Linked DNA regions of Pan troglodytes: region 1 is linked to region 2. The links are chromatin contacts, called in public Hi-C maps. All regions are on one chromosome and are shown on one strand. Each heading gives the region's core, a stretch centred on a gene start, on an enhancer-like site or on the middle of the called end of the contact. The rest is flanking DNA. Distances are from core to core; before and after follow the strand shown. Region 1 overlaps SPTLC2 (serine palmitoyltransferase long chain base subunit 2). Region 2 overlaps POMT2 (protein O-mannosyltransferase 2).

Region 1 (6,843 bases), core at 1,657-4,156, 230 kb before region 2:
GAATTGCTTTTCTCCCCCCAGAATTATGTCTGAGGGCTTTATCTTTCATCAAATAGACTTGATCCTAGCTGTTCCCCAACTTTATAGCAGATACTTAATATGCATAAACCAGTGACCTGATAGATGGAATCTGCTCAAAGTAAGAACCTGATACCCGGCCGGGCACGATGGCTCACGCCTGTAATCCCAGCAATTTGGGAAGCTGAGGCGGGTGGGTCACCTGAGGTCAGGAGTTTGAGACCAGCCTGACCAACATGGCGAAACCCTGTCTCTACTGAAATACAAAAAAATTTAGCCAGGCATGGTGGCGCATGCCTGCAATCCCAGCTACTTGGGAGGCTGATGCAGGAGAATGGCTTGAACCTGGGAGGTGGAGATTGCAGGGAGCCGAGATCACGCCATTGCACTGCAGCCTGGGAGACAAGAGTGAAACTCCCATCTCAAAAAAAAAAAGTGCCCGATACCCTTCTAAGAGCTCGCCGGATTTGAAAGCTTTCCAAAAAGGAATTGATTTTTAATTGTCACCTATAGTTTTTCTAATTATCTAAATATTTTATTTGTATCTACCTCCCTGCTATCTACTTTGGCAGTGAGTAGTGAGGTGTTAAAGAAAAAATTATTCCTGTCACTTGTGAAACATGATAAGGCAGACTTCCTTCAAGGGGGCCATGGTAATAAGCATAGGGATGACTGCAATGGGGTCTTCCAGTGGGGGAGAGAGGGTGGGCTGCAGTCTGACTCCAATAAGGACAGATGAGGATTTACAGCCAAGGAACAGGGTGGGAGTGAGTAGATAGAAAAATACTAAGAGGAAACATCAGGGGTAAGGGGGATGCTTGCCTTCAGCATTCTTGTTGAAGGTAGGCCAGGGTGATAAGATACCAGGGGTAGTCATGTAGGGGATTTTCTCTAATCTGACTTAGCAGGATTATTGCTCAAACTGGATTCTGCAAGAATGGAGAAGGAGGCGCAACGTCAGGACTTTATCAGAAAGGACTCCCAAGAGGAGCCTGACTCAAGTTTGGTCAAAGGAGAGAGTCTTTGTCAGAGGTTCAGAATGACCTCATTAACATGAACTCTTTAAGCCCCCGTTCTCAGACTTTGTCCATGGACCACCTGCATCAGAGGTACTTTTAGTACAGTGGTTCATACCTTGCTTACACATAGGAAAGCTTAAAAAAAATAGTGCCAGTGTTAGAGACCTTCTGTACACGCATTGAGTATCTCGAGGCGAGGCCTCCCTGCCATGGCATGGTGTTATTTAAAAGCACCCCAGATGCTTCTCATGTAAGGCCCCATTTCGGAACCACTGCTGCTTGTTAAAAATGAAGATCTAGTTTGTTCCACCCACCCTACTGAGTCTTGGTGGATGAGGCCCTAGAATATGCATTGAAAAGAAAACCTTAGGCTGTATATGGTAATCCTGACATTTTGGGATGTAATCGTAACATTTTGGGAGGCTGAAGCTGGAGGATCACTTGAGGTCAGGAGTTTGAGACCAGTCTGGGTGACATAGTATGAGCCTCTGTCTCTACAAAAAATTCTAAAAATTAGCCAGGTGTGGTGGTGCACGTCTGTAATCCTAGCTACTTGGGAGGCCAAGGCGGGGGAATTGCACAAACCCAGCTATGATCACACCACTGCATTCCAGCTTGGATGAGAGAGGGAAACCCTATCTCTAGAAAATAAAAAAGAGGATTGTCTTTTTGACAATCCTCTTTTTTTTCTTTTAACTTGTTTACCTCAGAACCAAAGCAGCTCTACTGATTGATGGTAATTGAAAAAGGAAAAGAAACTGGAAGTCAAGATACAAATGAGGGAGATGTTTGGCTTGTAAGACAGGCATTTGCTGGCAGAGCTAAGTTGCCATTTTTGGTTGTTTCTGGAACTGTAAATGCCTGGGATGCTGACACTCCCTTCCGAACAGCTGATGATTCTGGCTGATTGAATCAGTGGCATAGGTGGAGAAGTTAGAAACCAGTTAGGTGCAGGAGGAAAACAGAACTAAGCATTCAGAGATCTGTGGTCATGGTTCCTAAGGCTAGTTGGAATTAATTATTTTTGTTTTACTTTTTTTGGGGGAGCTGCTTGTATTTTTATAACCTATTAATCCTCAAATTACTTAGTACATAACCTACAAATGGCCTTGCCCACTATAAAGTTGTTAAAATGTTTAGTATTAATCGTTTTGTAAAACTCTGATTGTCTTATTGTATTGCCTTCTACCTCTAAAACTGTTAACTTAAATCCAAGCCAAGCCTTTACCAGAGATTACCTTTATTTGCTAGCTGTCTTCATCTGTGGGTAGATACATTACTACAGTGTTCACGTTCCGTATCTCTTTGTCTCAGAGTAGCCTGTGATATGTTCCAGCCCCAACAGAGGACAGTAGAATGGTCCATTAAGACTTTCTGAGGCCAAGATGGGCGGATCACTCGAGATCAAGAATTGGAGACCAGCCTGGCCAACATAGTAGTGAAACCCTGTCTCTACTAAAAATACAAAAATTAGCCGGGTGTGGTGGTGCACGCCTGTAGTCCCAGCTACTCAGGCGGCTAAGGCAGGAAAATCACTGGAACCCGGGAGGTGGAGGTTGCAGTGAGCTGAGATCGTGCCACTGCACTCCAGCTCAGGCAACAGAGTGAGACTTGGTCTCAAAAACAAACAAACAAAAGACTTTCTGTCCTGCCTGTGGGTTGGCACCCGTTAAAACTCAGTTCCTTGATTTTTCACAGGCACTTGGCCTCTTTTCTGCCTTTTGTGGAGGGCCCTCTGTTTCTGGCTGTGCATTAGCAACCATTCTTTTAAACTTCTGATTATATTGAATCAGCAACTTTAAGCTTGCTCCTGCTGCTTGTCGTACGTCCTGTGGCAGTCCTCAGGAAATCCTAGTTTTTGGCATTGAAATGAATTAAAGGATTAAGCCACAAGAGGGTGGGGGTGATAAACCGTGCTTTTAAGAGGAATTTACTCTGCAGTACTTGATGTTAGCAAAAGCAGTTCTAGTTCTTACAGGGAGATAGGAAACCAAGGGGCTGCTTTAGAACAGCATCCCTAGGATATGAAGACGCAGATCTGTCTGCTTTGATGTTCTTTAGCTTGACAGTGGCCCCGGCTGAGCATTTTGATATTTGTCGCCAGTCTAGCAAAATAGGGGTTGTGTCTTGGAGATGGTAAACCTAGTTCCCATTATTTTGCTTCAGTGTTAGAAAATTACTGAACTCTTGCTTCCTGGAAGTCCCTTATAAATCTCCCTTTTACAAGACTGTTCTCTGGGGCACGAAAATGCCTTTGCTTGTAAAGAGCTTATTGAAGGTCCATTTATTTTCCTTTTCTTAACAGGAAGATTTTCCAGTGCCATTTAGTTAGGACTTATGGGAAACATGTTGTTAAGATCAATCTGTCTTGTCTGTTAGCTAATATTTCTTTTATTTTCATTTTGAGTTTTAGAAAAGATTCTTTATCTTTCTGTGAGATAATGTGAAAAAAACACAAAAGAAATAAATTCAAATACCAGTATACTCTGGTTTTTAAAAATATCTTCACTGACTTTTTTTTTCTTTACATGCTCTACTCTCCCTCTCACCCTACTTCCTTCTTCACTTTTCACTTGGTACTTTAAGATATTCTTTGTGGGTTTTTCTTGTTTGTTTTTTGTGTTTTTTTTTGGACACAGAGTCTGTCTCACTCTGTTGCCCAGGCTGGAGTGCAGTGGCGCAATCTTGGCTCACTGCAACCTCCGCTTCCCAGGTTCAAACCATTCTCATGCCTCAGCCTCCTGAGTAGCTGCGACTACAGGCGCGTGCCACTATGCCTGGCTACTGTTTGTATTTTTAGTAGAGACAGGGTTTCTCCATGTTGGCCAGGCTGGTGTCGAACTCCTGACCTCAGGTGATCCACCCGCCTTGGCCTCCCAAAGCACTGGGATTACAGTCTTGAGCCACTGCACCTGGCCTAGATATTCTTAGATATATTCATGATGCATCCCATCTAGATACTTGTGATAAGTATATAATTTACTGATCTGGAAAGTGTTGTGACAAGAGTTTAAAGTGTTATCTGCTGCCTTCTCCCCCCACTTTAGAGCTGTTCAAAGAAAGTGACCATTGATCATTTTAAAAGATGAGCGAAGGAAAGACTGCTTCTTTTTTAAAAAAGAAAATTTGATGACTTACTGTTAGAACACATTTCCACATGGACCCCCCTCCTTCTAAATGGGTGTATATCCAGATCATCCAGTCTGTGTGCACAGAGTCCTTGCATTTCTAAGTTCAAAATAGTAATTTAAATGAAAGTAGGCCATCATAAGGCATTGCTAGGAAGAGGTTACTCTTGATAGATGAATGTGCTGCTTTTGGTAAGAATTAGTTTGTTATTTATATTTAAATTTTGTAGGCCGGGCCTGGTGGCTCAAACCTGTAATCCTACCATTTTGGGAGGCCAAGACGGGTGGATCACTTGAGCCCAGGAGTTCAAGACTAGCTTGGGCAACATGGTGAAACCCTGTCTCTACAAAAAAATACAAAAATTAGCCAGGCATGGTGGCTCATGCCTATAGTCCCAGCTACTTGAGGTGCTGAGACAGGAGGATCACTTGAGCCTGGCAGGTGGAGATTGCAGTGAGCTGAGATCACACCACTCCAGCCTGGGTGACAGAGTGAGTCCCTGACTCAAAATAAATAAATAAATAAATAAATAAATAAAATGTTTTGCAAACATACCTTCTGAGTACAGTTACACTTTGCCTTATTCTTAGGTTTTACATGTTACACGTATTTTTGGTTCTGTGAACAGATTATATATGGCATATTTGTAATTCTGAACTACTTCTGCAACTAAACATGCGTTATATCGCTCATTTCCCCTCAGTGGAACTGGTATATATGGACTTATGCCAGAATTAAATGTTAGCAATGAGAGGGATCTACCTTTAAAATAATAAAATGTGCTCACGCCTGTAATCCCAGCACTTTGGGAGTCTGTCCATTACATTTTTTTTGTATGTTTCAGGCCTTTTAAGGCATATTATTCCTTTATTGCTATCTGATCTTCAAAACATATCCAGAGGACCTTCTTATTACTTTTTTTTTTTTTTTGAGACAGAGTTTCGCTCTTGTTGCCCAGGCTAGCAGGCTGGAGTGCGATGGCACGACCTCTGCTCACTGCAACCTCTGCCTCCCAGGTTCAAGCGATTCTCCTGCCTCAGCCTCCCGAGTAGCTGGGATTACAGGCATGTGTCACCACACCCGGCTAATTTTGCATTTTTAGTAGAGACGGCATTTCTTCATGTTGGTCAGGCTGGTCTAGAACTCCCGACCTCAGGTGATCTGCCTGCCTCGGCCTCCCAAAGTGCTGGGATTATAGGCGTGAGCCACCTTGCCTGGCTTGATTGTGTTTTTTTATTAGTTCAAGCCACAATAAGAAGTTTATTCAGTCAGCAATCTGTTTTTGACTACTTAACCACGTGCCAGCTACAAAAAAATAACATATAGCTTCAAAAGCCTCTTTAAGGGGCTGGGCACAGTGGCTCACGCCTGTAATCCCAGCACTTTGGAAGGCCAAGACTGGCAGATCACTTGAGGTTAGGAGTTTGAGACCAGCCTGGCCAACATGACAAAACCCGATCTCTATTAAAAATATAAAAATTAGCCAGACTTGGTGGCAGGCACCTGTAATCCCAGCTACTTGAGAGGCTGTGGCAGGAGGATCACTTGAGCCCAGGAGCCAGAGGTTGCAATGAGCCGAGATCACACCACTGTACTCCAGGCTGGGCGACACAACGAGACCCCATCTCCAAAAAAAAAAAAAAAAAGCCTCTTAAGGTAAAATTTTCATTTTTTTGAATTCTCAGAATAAACAACAGTTTCTTAGTGTTAGATTACAATTATTTCTTAATACCACTTAGATCCTTCTAATTTTTTTATTAATTTTTTCTCTTTTTGGTATCTGTGTGGGCCTTAGAGTTAGAAAAAACCTGTCTCCTGTTGGCTTGCCTTTTCTCTTTTTCCTCAAGGTCTTTAATATCTCCCTAGAAGATAAAAAGGATATATGCCCATTTGTTTCTGTTTTTCCCAATTTGATGATAGAAGAATAGGCCTTAAAATATTATGGGTCTTGTTATAGGTAAAATAACAAAAATAGAAAATAATAATAATAATATAAATGATCTTACATATGTAAATATAAAATAAGTTTTTAAAGACCATGTGTTTAAGCATTTCATTAAGTGCTTTAATAGAGTATCCCATTTTCTTAAAACAACCTTATCTAGTAGGTAGTTATCATCATCATCATCATCCCCATTGCCATTCCCATTTTGCAGATGAGTTTAACAAACTCAGAGGTTAAGTGACTTGGCTGTAGCCATACAGCTACTAGATGCTCAAGCCAGGATACAAACGTAGATAGTCTGACGTCAGAAGTTTATATACCACACACTGGGGATGGTGGCTCATGCCTGCAATCCCAGCACTTTGGGAGGCTGAGGCAGGTGGATCACCTGAGGTCAGGAGTTTGAGACCAGCCTGAGCAACATGGCGAAACCCCATCTCTACTAAAAATACAAAAATTAGCCAGATGTGGTGATGCATGCCTGTAATCCCAACTACTTGGGAGGCTGAGGCACGAGAATAGTTTGAACCTGGGAGGCAGAGGTAGCATTGAGCCAAGATCAAGCCACTGCACTCCAGCCTGGGCAACAGAGCAAGACTCTGTCTCAAAAAAAAAGTTTATATAGAACCAAATTAAAGCTAATAATAAGTGAAATTCAGGAAGATGGTGAAATTATTAGTTCTCTCTTTCTTTCTGAGACCTGCATTACTGCTTTGATGTATGACATCCAAA
Region 2 (6,907 bases), core at 3,220-5,719:
GAAATGGAAAGAGGGCCCATCAGCTGAGGGAGGGATGAACAAAGTGTGGCACAGCCATATGGTGGAATAATATTTGGTCATAAAAAGGGATGAGGTTCTGATACATGCTACAACATGGATGAACCTGGAAAACATGCTAAATGGAAGAAGCCAGACACAAAAGGTTACATACCCTGTGATTCCACTTATATGAAATATCTAGAACTGACAAATCCGCAGAGACACAAAGTAGATTAGTGGTTGCCAGGATCTCAGGGGAGGGAGGATTAGGCAGTGACTGCAAATGGGTGTGGGGATTCTTTATGGGGTGATGACATGTTACAGAATTAGGTAGTGGTGATGATTGCACAATCTTGTGAATATACTTAAAACCACCCATTGCACACTTTAAAATGGTGGATGTTATGTTATGTGAATTTGTCTTAATTTTAAAAAAGAAAAAAGAAATAGGAATACATTGCATGAAGCAGAAATAGCTTACGAGGCTGATATCCATATGGGGCTGACTTCTTTCTCCCTTCCCATGCCCAGCATACACATGGTTTGATCTGTTTCTCTCACATGTTTTACCATTAGAAATTCAACCAATTAGAATTCACTTTACTCTTTTTTTGTTTGTTTGTTTTTGAGACAGTTTCACTCTTGCCGCCCAGGCTGGAGTGCAATGGTACAATCTTGGCTCACTGCAACTTCTGCTTCCCAAGTTTAAGTGATTCTCTTGCTTCAGCCTCCCAAGTAGCTGGGATTACAGGCGCCCGCCACCACGTCGGCTAATTTTTGTATTTTCAGTAGAGACGGGGTTTCACCATGTTGGCCAGGCTGGTCTTGAACTCCCAACCTCAGGTGGTCCACCCGCCTTGGCCTCCCAAAGTGTTGGGATTACAGGCAAGCCACCACGCCTGGCCCATTTTAGTCTTTTAAAAACAAAAACCTCTGAGAAGGCTCTCAGATTAGCCCTGGAATTCACTCAAGGCTTTCTTCCTAACTGGAGACTTAGATCTTGGGCACCAAGGGGACAGGAATTTTCCTGTGATTAAGTGGGGAGGGATCTTGGAGCATGTAGTACTTGGGGGATAAAGGCAGGAGCAGGGAAGACGGGAGGAGGCAGGGAGTGTAATCTTTTATCAAAGATCACAAAGATCACCTATGGTTGGGCTTAAGGAAGCATGAGAGCAGGGGGCCCTACAGGGTGGAGGGATGGGAAGCGAGGTAGAACAGGTAGCCTATTTCAAAATTGGCTCTGAGCCCAAGAAAAGTGTAGAACATATTATGCCTCTTCCTATCTCTTTTATACTATAACAACAATAACAAGAACAATTAAAAACATTTATTCTGTTCTAGTCACCTTAGAGGCATTATCTCATGTAAGCCTCAGAACAACCTTATAAAGTAGGTATTGTTGCATCCCCATTACACAGATGGGGAACTGAAGGAAGATAAGTAGTTTGTCATAGGGAACCAAGCTAGTAAGTGGCAGAATCAAGGTTCAGGCTGGCGTAGAGCCTTCTCTCTTAATCATGACACCACAGTGCCTCACAAGCTTGCCTTGGCTCTCTCCTCAGACTACATCTGTTACTACCATAGAATTAAACAACAGAACATGTTGAATATTTGCATGGAGCTCGCCTGGGAACCAGATTTCTGATGAAGATTTTTCACAGGAAACCCAGCCCAGTCTTTCTGTGGGGACTGCCCGTTCTTTTTTGGAGTTTTCCTGGTTCTCAGCGCACTGTGGGCATGTGCACAGGACTGGCTGATTTGTTTAATTTACCTAAGCCTTAGGCCAGGCGTGGTGGCTCATGCCTGTAATCCCAGCACTTTGGGAGGCTGAGGTGGGCAGATCACCTGAGGTCAGGAGTTCGAGCCCAGCCTGGCCAACGTGGTGAAACTCCATCTCTACTAAAAATACAAAAATTAGCTGGGCATGGTGGCACACGTCTGTAGTCTCAGCTATTTGGGAGGCTGAGGCAGGAGAACAGCTTGAACCTGGGAGGTAGAGGTTGCAGTGAGCTGAGATCGTGCGACTGCACTCCAGCCTGGGCGACTGAGCAAGACTCCATCTCAAAAATAAATAAATAAATAAAAATAATAATATTATATCAAAGCCTTGCCTTCCTCACATCTGGTTGCCTGTGTGAAGGGAGAAGTGTGAGGCTTCTAAGGCTGCCCTCAGGGAATGCAGCCCATCTGCATCCCTAATTTAGCTCCTGATGGTTCTGTGTTCTGTCTGGTTGAAAGAGAGTGATGAGCAAACTGGAAACCTGTGAGAGGGTGCAGTAGCTTCTGCAGGTTCTGAGGCCAAGCCAGTAAAGGAATCAAAACCCCTCCAAGTGGCAAGCAGGAAGTTTTCTCCTTTGCTACTGAGGCCAAGACCTGCCACTTCACATTGCCTACCAACCCTGGGCACCTGGCGGCTCCAGTCAAACAGGAACTTAAAACATAAAAAAGCCTGCACGTAGTAGACAGAAGGAAGTACAGGGTCAGAAGCCTCATCCACCACATTTCTAGTCCGCAGAGGTAACCACGGTCATCTTTGTCAATAGTTTCTTATATTCCTCTAGGAATTCTTTTATACAAATACAAGCGTGTATGTTTTTATATATGTACATATGAACAACATTATATATAACACAATTCTTTTTAAAAACTCAAATGGGATAAGACTACAGTTGTTCAGCAGCTTGTGTTTGAAACATGATATATCTTCTTTCCACATTAGCACATGAAGATACACTTCATTCTGTTTAATGGCCGTGTGTCATTCTATTATGTAGATGTGCTGTAAGTATTTATCCCTCTTCAGTTGGTGGGCAGCATGTATGTTATTTCCAGTTTTTAGTCATTACAAAAGATATTGCAGTGAACATCCTTGTACATATATCGTTGTATAGTCGTGCAGGTATATATGAAAAATTCCCAGCAGCCAAGCTAAAAAATCGAAGAATATGCACATTTAAAATTGAGTTAGATATTGCTAAGTTTTCCTGCAAAGATGTTGTAATCATATATACTCCCACCAACAGTGTATGACAGTGCTTTCTTCCCCACATCATTGCCAGCACTGGTACGATCATACTTTAAAAACTTTGTTGGCTGGGCGCGGTGGCTCACGCCTGTAATCCCAGCACATTGGGAGGCCGAGGCGGGCGGATCACCTGAGGTCAGGAGTTTAAGACCAGCCTGGCCAACATGGTGAAACCCCGTCTCTACTAAAAAAACAAAAATTAGCCGGGCGTGGTGGCAGGTGCCTGTAATCCTAGCTACTTGGGAGGCTGAGGCAGGAGAATCGCACGAACCCAGGAGGCGGAGGTTGCAGTGAGCTGGGATCGCACCATTGCACTCTAGCCTGGGTGACAAGAGCAACACTTCATCTCAAAAAAAAAAAAAAAAAAAAACCTTTGTCAATTGGAGAGTAAAAAGTGACATATCACTGTTTTCATTTGCATGACTGTATGAGTTAGGTTGAACATTTTTTCATATGTTAGCCATTTGTATTTTGTTTTCTATGAATTTGTCATTTTTTTCTAGTAATTCATTTTTTTTCTATTGATTTGAAAGAGTTGTTTAGTTAAGAAATTAACTTGGGGCCAGGCATGGTGGCTCATGCCTGTAATCCCAGCACTTTGGGAGGCTGAGGCGGGTGGATCATGAGGTCAGGAGTTCAAGACCAGCCTGGCCAAGATGGTGAAACCCCGCCTCTACTAAAAATACAAAAATTAGCCCGGCGTGGTGGCAGATGCCTGTAATCCCAGCTATGCGGGAGGCTGAGGCAGAGAATTGCTTGAACCCAGGAGGCAGAGGTTGCAGTGAGCTGAGATTGTGCCACTGCACTCCAGCCTGGGTGACAGAGCGAGACTCCGTCTCAAAAAAAAAAAAAAAAAAAAGAAGAAGAAATTAACTTGGGGCTACTTTTAACCTTAAGGGAACTGAGAGAGAATTGAATTTTGAGTGTCTTCCAAGTGCTTGGTATAGTGTTAGGTGTTTACTTAATAGCACCTCTAATCCTCATGCCCCCTGTGAGGAAGTTTTTATTACCTATAGCTCAGAGATACTAAATATTGTCCGTGATCAGAGAACTAGAATATAGGGCACTGAGATCCAAAGCATCTGTACATTTCTTCTCTCCAGACCAGCCAAGCAGTCTGGAAATGTATGACCAGTACCAGGCGAGCTTGTCCTGCGAGATCCCAGGTGGGAAGAGGGATCCATTTGATTGCCACTTGGCAGCTTTAGTTCATCTAGCTATTTGGATGACCCTGTCTGAACCCTGGGGTCCCTGCCTTCCTTTTTAAAAACAAGTCTTTGTTGTCTTTTACTGCCAGACTTTGGCTTCTATACCTTGACCTGGAGCTATAGAGACTGGCTCTGTTTAGAACTACTTAGAGAAAAAAGTGGGTTGGTTAGTAGTCTAAATCCAAGTCCCACAAGTGTGGCTAGGAGGGACTTTCCCCATACAGCCAGTGTATTCCCTCCCCCAACACAGCCTGCCAGAGCTCGGGGGTCAGGCTGGAGCAGCCTGGGGCTGTCCCAGATGGTTGGCATTTGCCAGCAGTTTTTATACTTCAGCTGCTTCTGATTGCTTGTGTGAAAAATAGAATTTTATAATGTTGATGGCCAAGGAAATATACAAAAGACACGGCCGATCTTGTCAAAGGTTTTGAAGGATTCATGACTCACAGTCTCAGTTTCTAGGTGATTTGTTCTGGCTTGGGAGGTACCAAGGATGCCCTCCTTTGGAATATTAGGAATGGGAGAAACCAGCCTCTGGCCTTTGGCAGTTTTTCTCTTCCCCTCTGGGCAAAGCATCTGTCTTTGCATTCCTCTGTCTGATTTTCTTCCCTTGTCTCTATTCCTGGTATGTAGCTCCTTGGTCTCTTTTCTCTCTCACTGTGACTTGGAATCTCACTTTCCTTTCAAAAGGCCAATTCCCCAGGAATCAGCCTCTGCCCATGACCCAAGAGCTGCCGTGTTTTATTTTATACCATCTGAAGGAAAGCGGAGTCAGAGAGCCCCTTACTGACTCTACCCTTCAAATTGTGGGGCTCTTTTTCCTTCCTGAGTGTTTAGGTTGTGCTGTTCCTAGACCTCGGCCATAATACAAGAGAGGATTTGTTTCAAGCAGTGAGCTCTGTAGACAAAAGATTCTTTGCTCTGTGGCAGCTGCAGGAGAAAATGTTGCATTGGCAACATTTTCTATGGACAGTTGTCAAGGGAACCCAAAGTCTGTGGGTGCAGCTGGAGGGAAGTTCAGAGGACAGAGGAATCTTCTCCCAAAGGCTTCTCATCTTTTTGTTTGTTCTTCTCTCCTCAGATGCTGATAGGTCTTGCTGGCTACCTGAGTGGATATGATGGTACCTTTTTGTTCCAGAAGCCTGGGGATAAATATGAGCATCACAGCTACATGGGAATGAGAGGAGTAAGGCTTCCTGACTTGAAATGGACTGACTGAACCCTGGGGCCACACTAAACCAGAAATGTTATAGTTAGCAGCCCTGGCGTGGTGGCAGGTGCAAATAAAGGGACTTTGGGTGGTGAGGAGAGGGGAGGATGATCAGACCCTCCCCTGTGGTGTAGATACTCAGAACTGAGGTGAGGAAGAAGGGAAGAGGAGGCCGCAAATAATACAGAGATGACATAGATAGAAGCAAGCACGCACTGCCACCTGCTGCCCTGCCCCGGTATACTGTCAGACCTCAGGTTGGAGAACAGCCTGGAACCCGGGCAATCAGGAGTCTCCTGCAGCCCCAGCAGTGCCTCCATGCACTGGCACGCTACCTGCTCCTCCCCTCACAGCCACAGCTGCTGGAGTGTTGCCTACATCTCAGAGCCTTTTCTGAAGATTTTGGCATCCCCACACCCTGTCACCAGGTTCCTGTGTCTTTCCCCATGAAGGTTTCAGGCACACAGAAAGAGTTTTCCAGCCTTATTTGAAGGGAGGCCAAATGTCTGCTGCAGTCCCTCTGTGTCCTGATTTACAGCACCAGCCTTGATGGAACATGGCAGGGCCTTAACACCCAACTCTTTGGGAACCTTGAACGTGTGGCTGAATGAAGCCAGCAGAAGCTGACCTCCAGTGTGGACCTCTCAGAGAAGTTTGCATTTATAAGCCCCTTTCCTTGAGGATTTCACAGCGTTTAAATAAATGGCTGTGTGCTTATTTGGCCTCATCGTTAGATGATTTGCATGGCTATATCGTGGTATATTAAACAAGGAGTATATCCTACCCTCAAGTTCATGTTCTTAAGTGATTCTGTGTCTTCCTAATAACTTCTGAACACCACATACCATACATAATTGGATGTGACAAGCAAACGTGAGAATTTCCCATTCTTCTGGCTTGTCTGTTTATTTTGATGGACAGGTAGGGGATGGAAGAGGGCCAGCAGCTTAAAAAAACAAAAAACCAAACAGGTATCCAGCTACTGAAGTATCAAGCAATCCCTTTTCCCAAAATCAAAATACGTACATTGTGTAGATTAAAGACTGCTTTCTGGTGTAAATGAAGAAAAGAACTAGGGGTTCCTTAAAATTCTCTGAAATACCTTCAGAGGGGTCTTTCTCAACTTGTGCCTACAGTTGTGTAATAGAAGCTAATGGCTATCAATTACTATCTGTGTGTTAATAACACTCATTTTCTTCCCTTCTCTCTATTTCTGGTGTGTAGCTACTTGGTTGCTTTTCTCCCTGTCTCCTACCCACACCTTCCTGGCTGAACTTGCTGATTTCATGTCAGTGCACAAGTTGCTGCTTAATGGGAACATATATATTGCTTGATTTGGCTCTTCACTATTACAATACTCTTTTCTTAGTTATAGATATCCTAGGTGACTTTAGGTCACCAAAGTCATGCCTTCATCAGGTCCCCTGTCTTAAATGTTAGGTTGTACTGAGTCCAGTAGGTCGCTGA

What was found. Hi-C and Micro-C count contacts between places; a contact is called where the count stands out from the background.
Region 1: a contact with region 2 is called in a Hi-C map of stem cell-derived neural progenitor cells, with 3 times the contacts expected there. The contact joins two enhancer-like sites.

Annotation. Positions count from the first base shown.
Region 1 is chr15:75,490,519-75,497,361 of NHGRI_mPanTro3-v2.0_pri, reverse strand. All of the region lies in intron 9 of SPTLC2 (serine palmitoyltransferase long chain base subunit 2), which reads left to right. Among named protein-coding and RNA genes, the nearest start is that of ISM2, 40 kb to the right of the region's middle. Within about 2 kb of position 2,906, at least 6 of the 24 cell types and tissues checked have an H3K27ac peak or open chromatin away from gene starts, as enhancers often do. A contact at or near this core is called in stem cell-derived neural progenitor cells, where this site is marked.
Region 2 is chr15:75,258,498-75,265,404 of NHGRI_mPanTro3-v2.0_pri, reverse strand. POMT2 (protein O-mannosyltransferase 2) reads left to right here. Exons shown (of 22, transcript XR_010151242.1): 3 at 5,312-5,416. Among named protein-coding and RNA genes, the nearest start is that of POMT2, 13 kb to the left of the region's middle. Within about 2 kb of position 4,469, at least 11 of the 24 cell types and tissues checked have an H3K27ac peak or open chromatin away from gene starts, as enhancers often do. A contact at or near this core is called in stem cell-derived neural progenitor cells, where this site is marked.